Regions from separate parts of the Mus musculus genome. Here region 2 is linked to region 1. The links are chromatin contacts, called in public ChIA-PET maps. All regions are on one chromosome and are shown on one strand. Each heading gives the region's core, a stretch centred on a gene start, on an enhancer-like site or on the middle of the called end of the contact. The rest is flanking DNA. Distances are from core to core; before and after follow the strand shown. Region 1 overlaps Rgs3 (regulator of G-protein signaling 3). Region 2 has its middle 7.7 kb from the start of Gm24117.

Evidence for each region. ChIA-PET counts read pairs in DNA pulled down with a chosen protein or histone mark.
Region 2: an RNA polymerase II ChIA-PET map of memory CD8 T cells shows a contact between it and region 1, with 66 read pairs. The contact joins two enhancer-like sites. A contact is called at or near these places in 1 of 115 datasets of contacts at active chromatin or transcription factors (memory CD8 T cells) and 1 of 9 other capture datasets (adipose tissue).

What each region holds. Positions count from the first base shown.
Region 1 is chr4:62,625,336-62,631,991 of GRCm38.p6, forward strand. It overlaps Rgs3 (regulator of G-protein signaling 3), which reads left to right. Exons shown (of 16, transcript NM_134257.3): 4 at 407-758; 5 at 1,157-1,196; 6 at 5,789-5,985. Among named protein-coding and RNA genes, the nearest start is that of Rgs3, 9.0 kb to the left of the region's middle. Within about 2 kb of position 4,871, at least 128 of the 459 cell types and tissues checked have an H3K27ac peak or open chromatin away from gene starts, as enhancers often do. A contact at or near this core is called in memory CD8 T cells, where this site is marked.
Region 2 is chr4:62,801,195-62,808,233 of GRCm38.p6, forward strand. No RefSeq gene overlaps it. Among named protein-coding and RNA genes, the nearest start is that of Gm24117, 7.7 kb to the right of the region's middle. Within about 2 kb of position 4,812, at least 76 of the 459 cell types and tissues checked have an H3K27ac peak or open chromatin away from gene starts, as enhancers often do. A contact at or near this core is called in memory CD8 T cells, where this site is marked.

The DNA.
Region 1 (6,656 bases), core at 3,621-6,120:
AGGGAATCCATTTCTTGGCCTGGAAATGGAAGGTTCAGGCCCAGATGAATTTTGATCCCACAGCAAACAGCAGGAAAGATGCTCTGAACCTACCCCGTGGTCCCTGCTGTGGTTCCAAGGGGCCAGTTCCACTTTAGCCAATTGTCCCTGCTACTGAATGGCTAAACCCTTTGTTTAAGGGACTGCAGACAGTGCAGATGTTTTAATATCACAAGTTAACGTGTATTCGGTAAAATATCTGACTTTGTGGGCTAGCACCCCAACGGTCCGTTTTGGATCCGCTTCATGGAGATCACATTTCGCTTGCTCCTGCCTGGCCTCTTTCTGCTTGCTCTCTGCCCTGCGAGCTTCCTACCCTGACTGGTTCTGATCTCCCCAAGTCTGAACTCCTCTGTGGAATTTCTAGGAGCTGTCCTAGCGAGATCATCCTGCTCGTGTGGCGTGTGGTCCCCCAGATCAAGCCGGGGCCAGATGGCGGAGTCTTGCGGCGGGCCTCCTGCAAGTCCACACATGACCTCCTGTCACCCCCTAACAAGAGGGAGAAGAACTGTACTCATGGGGCCCCAGTTCGTCCTGAGCAGCGCCACAGCTGCCACCTGGTGTGTGACAGCTCTGATGGTCTACTGCTTGGTGGCTGGGAGCGCTACACTGAGGTGGGCAAGCGCAGTGGCCAGCACACCCTGCCTGCACTGTCCCGGACCACCACCCCTACTGACCCCAACTACATCATCCTGGCCCCACTGAATCCTGGAAGCCAGGTATGGACAGCTGAGTGTGGAAGGGTATTGGGTTCCTGTGGTAGGTTAGGATGTCAAAAAACAAAAAACAAAAAACAAAAAACAAAAAACAAAACCAAAAAAAACGGGAAGATTGGATTGTGAGACATCTGTGGTATGGCTGTTAGGGTCCTATCATTCTCAAAGTCCATGGAGCACACTTTGGAACAAGCGGCCATGAAGGAAGCTGTGGTCTCTCGGGGTGCCACCACTTCATGGAGCATGAAGAGCTTCTCTTCCACCCCTTCCCCTTAAGAGAACTGCTATGCTTCTCTCATACCCTGAAACATTATACTTCCTGTCGTCAGACCTGTGTGCAGCCCCCTGCTGGGCTGCTCTGTTCCATTCTTGGGACTGAGCTAGGTTTCTTGTCTTTGCAGTTGCTGCGGCCTGTGTACCAGGAGGATACAATCCCTGAAGGTGAGCTGTCCGAGATGCTAAGCCCTCTCAGCCTGGAGAGATAGTTGAGGTCAGCTGAGGTCTGGCCCAACTTCCCGTTCTGAGTTTAGAGGCCCTTCTGATGGAGCTGGGGTTACCCAGCATCTCGAAACAGATCCCACCCCCTGATCCTCCTGGTATCGCCTCCCCCCATGAGTGTTTTTTTCCTTAAATTTCCTTAAAGTCAGAATTAAGTTGGTGGAGAGGGGAATCTGCAAGAACCACCTAAGAGACAGGTGCTTGGCATTTATCTTGGCTGTTAGCCAGTGTTGCTGAGCAACCGTATCTGTTAGGGGCCCGTGGACACCAATGCTTGAAGCCGCAGGGAGAGCACTCCTGGAACGTTGGGCTTTGGGGTCTTGGGTCCAAATCTTCACTGTGGGACTCGAGCAGATCACTGCCTCCTCCTTTCAAAACAGGATCAGTTGTTCCTGATCAGTGCTCGGGAGCTCATCTGGAGGGTTCTAGGGGAATACGGTTGTATGCTGTTGCCTGCATGCAGAAAGATGGTGCAGGAGAGCTGCCTCTAAGCTTTTTGTAGCTGTCCCTGCTGATTAAACCATTCTTCTCCTTTGGCCTGCACATTCTGGGGCCAGAAGTGGGAGCTGGCAGAAAGCAATCACTCCTCCAGGAACCCTGGGATATGAGACTCTGTGCAAGAGTTGGTGGGACAGACCCTTAGGCCCTCACACACCTGCCACAGAGCTCTGACCCCAAAGTCCAGCTGGTCTAGAAGGTTGAAGCCAGCCTTGCCATGTGGCCTGTGAGGCCTACCTGGAGTGTGACTGAACCTTTCTGTGCCTGTAGACAACACCCTTGGCCTTCTTCCTTGAGAGTGGCCCTTCCCATCTCATCTCAGATTTATTTCTGTGCTCTTCCCCCCTCCATTAGTGATACGATGATGATTCTTAAAGTGGGCACTTGGGCCTTAGGGAAGAGAGGGCTCCTATCAGGCTCAGAATTTCTGATGGAAGGCACCTCCTTCCTCTCCCTGCTGGGGCCTGTGAGCACTTGGGCCCAGCCTGCCGGAAATGAAGCTGTGTTCCTCCCAGGGAGGAGTCTGATAGTGATTCAACAGTAAGTGTCTAAAAGCTTTTAGTGGGCACATTAGGGCAAAGTAAATATGTCACTGCTAAATGGTGATTTTATTAGGGGGCCGGGCCGAGCTCAGCATATTTCTGTAGGCTCAACCTCAGACCCAGGGCCTGTGAGGCAACAGAAACTTGGTGGAACTTGGGCAGAACGGCTGAGGAGAAGGACTCTGGTTGTTGGTATAGTTTTGAAGCCAAGCCACTGAGGAAGGGACCCTGGAAGATGTGTCACCTACTTGGGCATATGCATTCGGTCTGGGAGCTCTTCAATCCTTTCCCACGAAGCTCCAGAGTTGCCTGTATGGTTGGTCCCAAGCCATGTCTGTGTTTTGACTCCTCTCTGAAAATACAGTGCCAAGAAGGGCATGGTCACCCAAGCCTCGGAGGAAAGAACAAGTCAGGAAGAGATGGCGGTGTTAATAACAGTGGGAGTGTTCTGAGTTCCCTCTGTCCAGATCTAACATGGTGTGTATCCACACACATGCACATGTTTGTATGTGTGTGAGTGTGTATGCACATGGAGGCAAAAGGTCAAACCCAGGAGCCATCCACCCTATTTTACTGAGTCTCACTGGGGCCTGAGACTTGCTGATTCAGCTACCCTGGCCAGCCAGTGAGCCCTAGGGATCCACAGGTCTCGGCCTCTGCAGTGTTGGGGTCACAAGCACATGCCACCATGCCTAGCTTTTTCCCTGGGTGTTGGGGAGTAGACTCAGGGCCACATGGCTAGTGCAGCAAGCACTTTACCAACTGAGCCACCCTGTGTCACGATCTCGACTTCACTCATATTTCAGCACAGTGATCCTCTTAGTATCAGAGGATATCTTTCTCATGGATTAATTCTTTGCAGCCCCAAGTCGTGAGTTCAGAGGAAGGAGTGAAGAATTCCGGGCATGTGGTTTCCCCTCACACACCTGGGGTTACCCAGAGGTTAGGGCAGTCACCAGGGTGATGGCCTCTGATTCCTCTGGCCTGCAAGGATGGTGGCCTTTCAGGATGGAGAGCTCAGCCACCCTGCTTTGAATATCAGGAACAGGGACAGCTTAGCCATCTTGCGTTGAACAGGGTCTGAGGCCTTTCCAGAGCCTAGAGTGCCTGTCCGGCTGTAGTTGGCGTATGCCCCAAGGCCGCTGTTCTTTGAAAGTTTACCACCGCCAGAGCCAGAGCCAGAGGGCTGCCAGGGCTCGCCTCAGAAGCTCAGAGCAAAGCCATATAATTACTATGTTTGGTCAGTGAAACAGGCGCTAGAAGAAATGGAGCTGATACAGGTTTAGGCCAGACATCCTCACAAGAGGTGACAGGTGGAAGTTTGCCTTCGTGGGGCTCAGCAGCCGGCCTGCAATCTGGATTGTTCTAAAAAAAAAAAAAAAAAAAAAAAAAAAAGAATAACTTGGAAAAAGAAAATTCAGCTCCGGAGAACCACACCCCTTGCCCCATATCCTCAGAGTGGCTTGTCAGTGCTCCTTTAGGGAGTGGCTACCACCTAGATTGGGCAGGTCCTGGCTTGTGTCCTCTACTAGCTGAATGACCTTGGTCCATTCATACAAGAACGCTATACCTCTGTTTGCTGGAAAATGGGGCTAAGCAGTTCTCTCCTCTCTGGAAGCAGAGAGACGGGTCAGGTGGCTGCTTTGTGACTCTTGAGATCTAGGGTGAAGATTCTTTGACAGTGCTGGGCAGCCGGGCCTAGGGAAGAAATCTCTTGTAAGTCTGAGACTTAGAGCCCCCACACCTGGATTTTTCCACTGTGGATTGCATCCTTCCCTCATTTTGGTCTGGATGACCTCAGCCCCTGCTTGTCAGCCCTGCATGGTTTTACCTTCCCTGATCCAGGCTGTGCTTTGTCCGGCTAGCCTGTCTGTTTCCAGACTGTTCTGTGACCTAACTTACGGCGTGCTTCCAGGCCTTCTCTGCCATGCTACCGCCAATGGCTGGCTTCGTGTTGGAGGTAATCAATCCATCCTGCAATCACACACCAGCCTGGCCTCCAACCCCCGTTTCTCATGGGGCCTTTTTGTTAGTTCCGCACTGACTCAGCTGGACAGAGAGAACTGTCTCAAATAGGGAAGGAGCCTGCTCCGTGCACAGTTGCTCAGCATTCCGGGCTGCACAGTCAGCTTTTGAGTGAGGAGGACATGGCTCACATTCAAGGTGTCTTGTCCAACTCAAGTCTAGGGTAGGTCTTGAAACATAGGTTGTATTTTTACCAGTGGAAGAACAGGCTACTGCACAGACAACCAACCTGTCAACCCCCAGGGCCAGGCCAGAAAGAAAGCTATGGGACACTTCTCCTGCATCTGTGCCTCCTGTCCCCATCTGGGTCCCTGTTCTTTGTATTGTCTCAGCCACCCTTGAAGAGTCAGGAAGTGGTTTGAGTGCTGTGGCCAGGCTGCGATCTGGTCACTTGTGGGGGTGGGGGAGAGTTGATTTGTTTTTCTCACCTCTCAGTGAGAAGGAGCATGGAGGGGGAGGGAGAGGGAGCAAGTGTGAAAACCTTCTGGGCTGTTTCCTCTTCTCAGTGGCCTTTGCGTTGGTGGGGAGCTTCCCCAAGACGGAGTTGGTTCAGGTCACCTGCTCACTGTCTGCAGAAAGCTAGAGGACGCCTGGGCTCTGAGACACAGGCTGGGCTCCTTAGTCAGGGAGAGTCTGGCTGGTTTCCCCTGGCAGCGGGAACCCTAGGAAGGAGATCAGGAGTGTGTGAACCTCATCGCTCAGGCTCGCTCCTACCTTTTCATTCAGAACACACACAGCAAGTGCCGTGTGTTAGTCTATACAAATTGATGGTGGTGGCCAGGTAGCTCCTGCTAACCTTGGCTAGTGGAAGTGTGGACCCTGGAGCACACGGGCAAAGCATGTTGTCTCCATTATCGCAGGGAACAGACTTTTGTGCCTGGCTGGTGATGAGCAGGCGTTCCGAGGTGGGGTGGTAACAGGATGAGCGTGTGTGCCCTGTCCTGTCTCTTGCAAAGCTACCTCTGCTCCAATTCACGTTCCATGTGGGACGGCAGATGCTGTGAGGTCAGCCCTGAGTGTTTAGACGGGAGTTTCTGTTGCATTGTGATTTTGTTGCTGCTGTTGTTTTGAGATGGGATCTTGTTGTGCAGCCCGGGCTGCTCAGGCTTCAAGTTCTTCGATTTCGGGTTTCTGAATTCTGAGATTCTTGGCGTGTGCCAACATGCCTAGACAATTTCTTGATTTTCAAACGCCCAAGGCTGATAAGTGGATAGCTTTGTTTTGGTGTCTGGGTCACTGGGAGGGGTGGGGTGGCAGGGCAACACTCCCTGTCACAGTTGTGGGCTGATGGCTCTATCCTGGCCCTGGAGTTGCTCTTTTTCTTCCCACTCAGGAATCCTCAAGGCCGAGGCTGAGCCTGGTTGGAGTGGGATTCACTAAATGGACATTGTTCCTTGTTCTTACGGGGCGGGGCTGGATCCCTCAAGAGACGATGAAAGTACCTCATTGTCCCCAACCTCTGTTCCACAGAACCGGGGACTACTACTAAAGGGAAATCGTACACCGGCCTGGGCAAGAAGTCTCGGCTCATGAAGACAGTGCAGACCATGAAGGGCCACAGTAACTACCAAGACTGCTCAGCCCTGAGACCGCACATCCCGCATTCCAGTTACGGCACCTATGTCACCCTGGCCCCTAAAGTCCTGGTGTTCCCTGTCTTTGTGCAGGTGAGCCTGTGGCACACCCCAGGGGTCCCCTCAGGAGGAAGTGAGAACAGTAAGGGACCTTGGTTCCAGGAACAAGGGTGTAAACTCATCCAGGATTCAGGGCCCTCTCTGGGGACAGAAAAATAGTTTCCTAGTCTGGAGGTTATAAGGGAAGCAGACGTTTCCAGAAGGCTATGTGGAAAAGTGTGGAGCCATGAGAGGGTCCTTGCCCTCCCTTCCCAGCTCCCTCATCCTCTGGGGCCGGGACAGGTGCACTACAGAGTCTGGCAGTGATGTCGGCTGCCTCACCCAGAGGCACTTATGTGTGAAACTGACTGAGGGAGAGAGACTGTGTGGCTGGTCCCTCTGCTCAGGCAAATGCATCAGGATAGCAGTAGTGGTGCAGGAGCACAGAGCAGAAAGTCACGGGAGTCACACACTTCACCCCCTCCCCCTCCCCCCCCCCCGTAATCTCCCACTTCTTCATGTCTCCCCTTCCTCCTTCCCCTCTTCCTGCCAATGAGTTAATAAGCATCCAGAGTCTTGGGTTCCGGTAGAGCATTTCCAACCATGATTTGCCGTCTTCCCCCTCTTCTCCCACACCCCTGCCCCTGGTACGTCTCTGCTGTCATAACGTCTTTTCCACCCTTGTGTCTTCTGTGTTCTATACCCCTCTTTCCTCAACAACGCTC
Region 2 (7,039 bases), core at 3,562-6,061, 180 kb after region 1:
GAATGAGAAAGAGAATAAAAGCTCACAAGCAGGAGTGCACTTGAGCGCCACTATGTCCATCGAGGAACTCAGACGCTTAGATCACTCAAATGTAAACAGATAACAATAAATGTGAAACAGTCTTCACCACACAAGATCTTTCTAAACACATGTGAGGAGGAAAACCATGAAAGGAAACAAACAAACAAGATTGCTGAATTAGATGCAACACATTTTTGCAAATCTTATAAGGAAAAGAGTAAAGAAATTAGAAATTTAATAACACAATGGTTAAAATAGTGGTAATGTATATGGAAAAGAGAAAAGACTCTCATAGGTTAGTAAGAATAAAGATGAAAAGGCAAAGGCAACCCCCCCAAAAACAACAACAACAACAACAACAACAACAAAAACAGTCCAAGCCGGGTGGTGGTGGTGCACGCCTTTAATCCCAGCACTTGGGAGGCAGAGGCAGGCAGATTTCTGAGTTCGAGGCCAGCCTGGTCTACAAAGTGAGTTCCAGGACAGCCAGGGCTACACAGAGAAACCCTGTCTCGAAAAACAAACAAACAAACAAAAAACAAACAACCCCCCCAAAAAACCAACAACCAAACAAACAAAAAAAACCACCCAAAACAACAACCCCCCCCCAAAAAAAAACCAGTTCAAAAATGCATGGCTACTAAGTACACAAGGCATTCAGCTTAGCTAATGATGCTAACGATGTAACACATTCGTAAATGCTTCATCGCTCACTGGTTGCCCATTGATGAAAACAGTCAAGTTAGATCAGCATAGGTCAGGATGTTGTAATAATCCCCAAGTACTTGTTAAGATGCAGACTTTTAATGATAGAATCATAATACAATTAATGATAGAATTAAAAAAATTTATTCCCTTCCTTCTAAAACATCTCCTTGTCTTTTAAAATATATTTATTTTCTTATATATTTACATAACAATAATAACTAAAGGAAAAGAGGGCATGAATTTGGAGGTGAACGATAGGAGAGAGTGGAGGGAGGAGGAAATGATGTAAATATATTTTAATTAAATAGAAAACTAAGTGGTGTGAATTTTGGGACACAGACATAATCGTATTCACAGCGATGGTCACAACTTTAGATGATGTTATTTATCATGGAAAAGAGAGAAGTAGGCAACTTTAGCAAGTATAGAAAAGGAGCAAAAGCAACCCAAGGGGAAAGGGAAGAAGGTTGTTACACTACAGACAAAGCCGACACGAATACATTAGAGATGACGACCACCACCACCACCTCAGCAAAACCAAAGAAGCCAACATCACCCAATGGAACTGACAGATAAGACCAAGGTCCTGCTCTTCAGAGGGATAATGTGGTGGTTTGAATATGCTTGGCCCATGGGAAGAGGCACTATTGGGAGGTGTGGCCTTGCTGGAGAAAATGTGTCACTGTGGGGGTGGGCTTTGAAGTCCTATGCTTAAGCTCCACCCAGGGCAGAAGAGAACCTCCTCCTGGCTGTCTGCAGAAGAGAGTCTCCTCCTGTCTTTTTTGGATCAAGATGTAGAGCTTTTGGCTCTTCCAGCACTAAGTCTGCCTGCATGCTGCCATGCTTCCCACCATGACGATAATGAACTGAACCTCTGAACCTGTAAGCCAGCCCCAATTAAATGTTTTTCTTTGTCAGAGTTGCCTTGGTCATGGTGTCTCGTCACAGCATTTGAAATCCTAACTAAGAGAGAGTAGTGAATATACCAACCTCTGGCAAATTCAGTCCAGGGAAAAAAGAATATGGAATCAAAATGAGGAAGGAGGGATTTGTATGTGCGGGATTTGTACAGCAAAGAATCCGTTTAGCTCATAAGAAACGTCTTCATTAAAATGGGCAATTTTATCAAAATCTCTAATTATCACAGAGCCCTAAAATATGTCTCTTGTTCTTGTGACAAAAATCAGCCTCAATGATACCCAGGCAGCCTCAACTCCTTCCTGTCATTGTGTTCCCTCCTGGCAAATTACAAATGAGCTAAATAGCCACACAGTGACAATGTCTGCCGGGAGCGCCACTTGTCAAACCCGGCTTCAAACTCTCACCAAGTTGTACCAGGGCCTCTAGCAGAGATGACGTCATCTGACCAAGGCTCTGATTTTCTCTGGTTCTGCGTGCCATCTTGGCCATTGCTGGCCTCCCAAGTCACCTGTGGCCTCTTCTGCTTGGCTAGGCCTGAGATCTCAGCGTGTGTTTCTCTGAGATGTCTGTCTGTCAGACACTCCTAAGTTCCTGTGCAGTTCCAGTCTCTCAAACTGAGCTTTCTTCCTGGAGTTCTAGTTGTGAGACTCTCCATACAGTGGGCTCCTCAGCTACACCCTGGAAGAAGCACCAGATAGTGCCCCGAGTGCCGCTTCTGCTGAGATGCCAGAACATAGGGGTGAGGGCCTCCCTTGTACACTCTTTGCGTTGACAGTGACAGTTCCTTCCTCAGTTTGAGTTCTCTGTAAACACAAACAGACATTCTGGATGGTAACCGTGGCTTACGTCTCCAACTGTCTTTTTCTACATCTGCGTCAGGAAACTATGCAGACACCCAAACCCAACACTCAGATGCCAGCTAGGTGTGTGACCATTGTCTGCCATACTTATCAGGAGAGAAGTAGTAGTTTGTCATATACCACTTTTATTTAGCAATAATTCATCTCAAAATACTGCACTTGAAAGGAAACCAAAGAGGGAAGAGATTTTGGGGTTCCATCTTACTTCAAAGCTTTTCTAAGAGAAGGGGTGTCTGAGTTAAGAGTCTTGGTTCTTTTTCTGTTCCCACATTTCAGTCTTCCTGAAAGAGGAGATTGTGAAGATAGAATCTGTGAGTGGACATCTCTGCCACATGGAAGAGATAATGGAAGTCCCTGCACCCACTCTCTGGGGAGATCTTGCCATGGAGAGTTTCAGATTTTGGTTTGGCATATTAGTCTAGGTTCTGGCATTATAACAAAACACCAAAGGCTGGATACTTTATAATGAAAACAGGCCTAATTTGCAGGATGAAGTTCCAAGATCTAGTAACCTCATCTGTTCCGTTCTCTGGTGAGGTCCTAAGTTGACAGCAGTAGCAGGTGTAGATGCTCAGATGCAACAACACAGTGAGACGAAGCAGACAAAACTGAGCAGTTGGTGTCTTTCTATGACACAGGCTCTCTTGGGGACTGTATTGGTTACTTGTGGCAGTGACAGAATTCCCAACAAAAATGACTTAGTGAAGAAAGTGTTTATCTCAGCTCACTTGGAGGGCACAGCCCATCATAGCAGGGAAGCCATAGTGGTAGGAATATGGGGGGACTGGGGAAGCCGAGAGCCAGGAATCCTGGCGCTTAGCTCACTTTTTCCTTTGTATTCAATCTGGGACCCCAACCCAAAGAACGGTGCGGCCATGCTCAGGGAAGGCCTTCCTTCTTCAGTTAACCTAATCTAGAGAATCCTGCAAAGCCTCGATCCTGCCAAGATGACAGTCATGTTAATCCTCATGGAATGAGCCAGGGTCTTGTTGTAACATTAATTCCCCCCCCCCCCCAAGACAATGTTCCCACTGAATATCCCCACTTTCCCTTACATCCCATCACTTCTCAACATGCCCACGATGAGGACCAAGCTTCGGGCTCCTCAAGTGTTGGGGACTCACTCAAACCATAGTAGTTGGGGTTCTGGGAGGATGGGTTGCAGTCCTCCAGAGAAACAGAATAACAGTGTGTGTGTGTGTGTGTGTGTGTGTGTGTGTGTGTCTGTATTGACTCTGCAAAGATACCACATACTCTATCAACTGTTTGTCAAGTGACCTTCATCAGAAACAATACAAAAGATAACAGGGAAGTAGCCACTAGAAGGGCCAGTCCCATTCCATTAGCTTTCCTCACTGGGGTCCTCATATATCTGAGTGCACACATATTTGCAGAACACAGGCATTTGCAGTGCACACACATTTAAAAAAAGATTTTATTTATTTATTTATTTGTTTGTTTGTTTATTTATATATTTATTTAGTATATATGACGAGTTGCTATCTTCAGACACACAGAAGGGGGCATTGGATCCCGTTACAGATGGTTGTGAGCCACCATGTGGTTGCTGGGAATTGAACTCAGGACCTTTGGAAGAGCAGTCAGTGCTCCTAAGTGCTGAGGCATCTCTCCAGCCCCATGCACACACATCATCTGCAGTGCACACACATCTGCAGTGCACACACATCTGCAGTGCACACACATCTGCAGTGCACAGAATTGCCTCTGAAGAATCAAGAAGACATTCCAGAAGGAGGTCCAGGAAATGTGGACTCAGGTTCTTGCAGCTGTCAGTCTCTGATACAACACTTCACAGGGATTGATTCACTGTAATAAACACTAGCTAACAAACATGTAAGGAAACTGAGGCACAGAGGCTCAGCAACTTGTCCGGGTTTAAGATCAGACATAGAACCTAATCTAGCAGACTCTGGAGTCTAGGTGTGGAGGCTCTGCTGTCTGCCTGTGACAGGGATGGCAGGTTCTCAGTGGGGCGAGCTTGGGAGGGGCCAGAAGATGCAGGAATGTCTTCCAGCTGGAGGTGGCACTTAGGAAAAGTGCCAGTAAGGAGGAAGGAGCAGCTCCTTAATTCAGAGGTGGGGCACTGGGGAGAATGTTGCTGGCAGATGAGAGAGGACATAACAGACAGCTCCAGGGGCCTGAGGACACAGCACCATGACACCACAGGGACAGCAAGCCAGCAGCTGCAGACTTCCCCGGCAGGCAGCTACGCATAGCACTGCCTGCTGCTGGCTCCTCAGCTCTGGGAACCGGCAGAATGCTTCTTCCTGCCTGGTTCCTTCCCGGGCTTTGGCTTCTGACACACTGACCCACTTCACAAGCAGCTGCAAGCTCTGCCTACCTCCCTGGAAGACGCTGTCCTCAAAGGCTTACTCCTGAGCAATCAGACAGGAAACCAAAAGGTCGGGGAGCTCTGTGTACTCCCACTGACAGAGTGACTGACTGGCCCTGTCATCTGAGGTTACCTGCAAGGTCCACTCCCCTCTGGAAGGCAGTAGTGAAGTGTCTGTTTGCTCACGTCTCAGTGAGCCAGGAAACAGAATGTGAACCTGGCATTTCACTTTCTCTCTTCTCTCTCTTTTATTCTGTTTGGAACACCAGCCATGGGGTGGATCTGCCCCATAAACAGAAGGAATCTTCTCTCTTAGGTGAACTGTCTCTGGAAATGCCCTCACAGATACACCCTTGGTATACACCCATCCTCACTGATGCCCTAGGCTTTCATTTTTCAATTAAGTTAACAAAGTCAAAATAGACCACGAAATCCATCCGTCCCATCGACTCTTGTGTCCATTTGTTCAGCAGCCTCTTGGATACACACACCAATCACGCTTTGCCATTTTTCTAGCCCAAATCCAGGCAAGGGGACACCAAACATTAGTCACCACGGCAAGATATCTGTGTGGGCCAACAGTCACTCATCAACAAGCACTGTTTGAGGACCTTCTGTGGTGTTCAGGGAAGGCATACTTGATCAACACTGGTGGAGCCATGTTGGGAACTTCTCTTCCGTAGGACATTCCTCCTCCTCCACATGACCAGACTGACCTCATCAAAGTCATCTTCTCCTTTTGGATTCTCTGCCCCCATTAGTGATACCACAAAGAACCCAAGAGTTCAGTCAGAAAGTGTCCCTGGCCTCTCGATTCATTTGTGGCTTACACTGAGTCCATGGTGCTGCCTTCAAAGCCTCTTCCTGCCCTGGTTTCCTGTCTCCCTGTGATAAGAACCCACTGTGTGGGCCTGAACTGTACTTCCTCCCAGCAGAGTCTGTGCTTTGGCCCTAACCACCCTCTTGTCTGTTATTGTTGCTACTTTCAGACTTAAGATCCTTTTCTGGTTTCCTTCTGTCCCCAGGGCAGCAGGACCAACTGGGCAGCAGGACCAAAGCCCGGCAGTATTCCTGATTGTGTGCCTCTCTGAAGCTCTACTCAATCTCTCACCTGTGACAGGACCATGGGAAAATAAGCCTTCCAGAGCTCATGGAGATGACACCTTGGAGGGTGGAACACTAACCCAGTGGGACCAGTGTCGCCATAACACAGCAAGAATGCTTGTTGTGTGGCTTTTCCTAAGGTGACATTGAGGGTATGGGCCCTGAGATAGCAGAAGGGGACATAATATCCTCAGTTTGAGTTTTTTTTTTTTTTTTTTTTTTTTTTAAGATGGCTTTTTACCCCCAACAATAGACAGTTTCAATTTCACTGGGGCTTTTTTTCTTTAGTAGTAAGTTTTTATTTCTCTGAAATGCAGCTCTTTTTCCCTCCCATGCAACAAGTCTCTCTGTCATACCCCAGAGAGCCGGAGAAGTTGGGGAGTCTGCTCTCATGGCAGTCAATCAACAATTACAGAGCCAGAGACTCAGCCCCTGCTATAGAAGGGACACAGAGACACCATTAAACCAGTACACAAAAGGAGGGAGAGGGACCACGTGGTAAGGCACCTAAACCCCTTCGAGTGATTGCTCCCCCAAATCTGAGGCCCTTCTCCACCCGAGAAACCGGTAACACTTGCCAATGAGCACATTCATTTTATATCTCACCATTTCTGTTTTTAAAAATCTAATGGGCAATTGGACACGCAGACTTTGTGTGCCCCGGTACAGGGGAACGCCAGGGCCAAAGGGGGGGAGTGGGTGGGTAGGGGAGTGGGGGTGGGTGGGTAAGGGGGACTTTTGGTATAGCATTGGAAATGTAAATGAGCTAAATACCTAATAAAAAATGGAAAAAAAAAATCTAATGGGCAAAGAAAAAGAACCCACCCACTAGCCACTATCAATGTGAGCAATTCACCCTAGATGAGGCACTGACAACGGGCCAAAGGAACAAGCCTACCTAAGTTCGACTTGGCAAGCCAGCGAGTTCAGTAGGTTCCTTACAGGGCTACTCAAAGGCAGATGCATCACCAGAGTGGAGTATGTGGGCCGCAACTTGCAATAGCTGCTCCCCAGGAGTACCCTGCATGCCAGTTTGGAGAATCCCCTCTCCTCAGTAGTAATTACTGTTTTG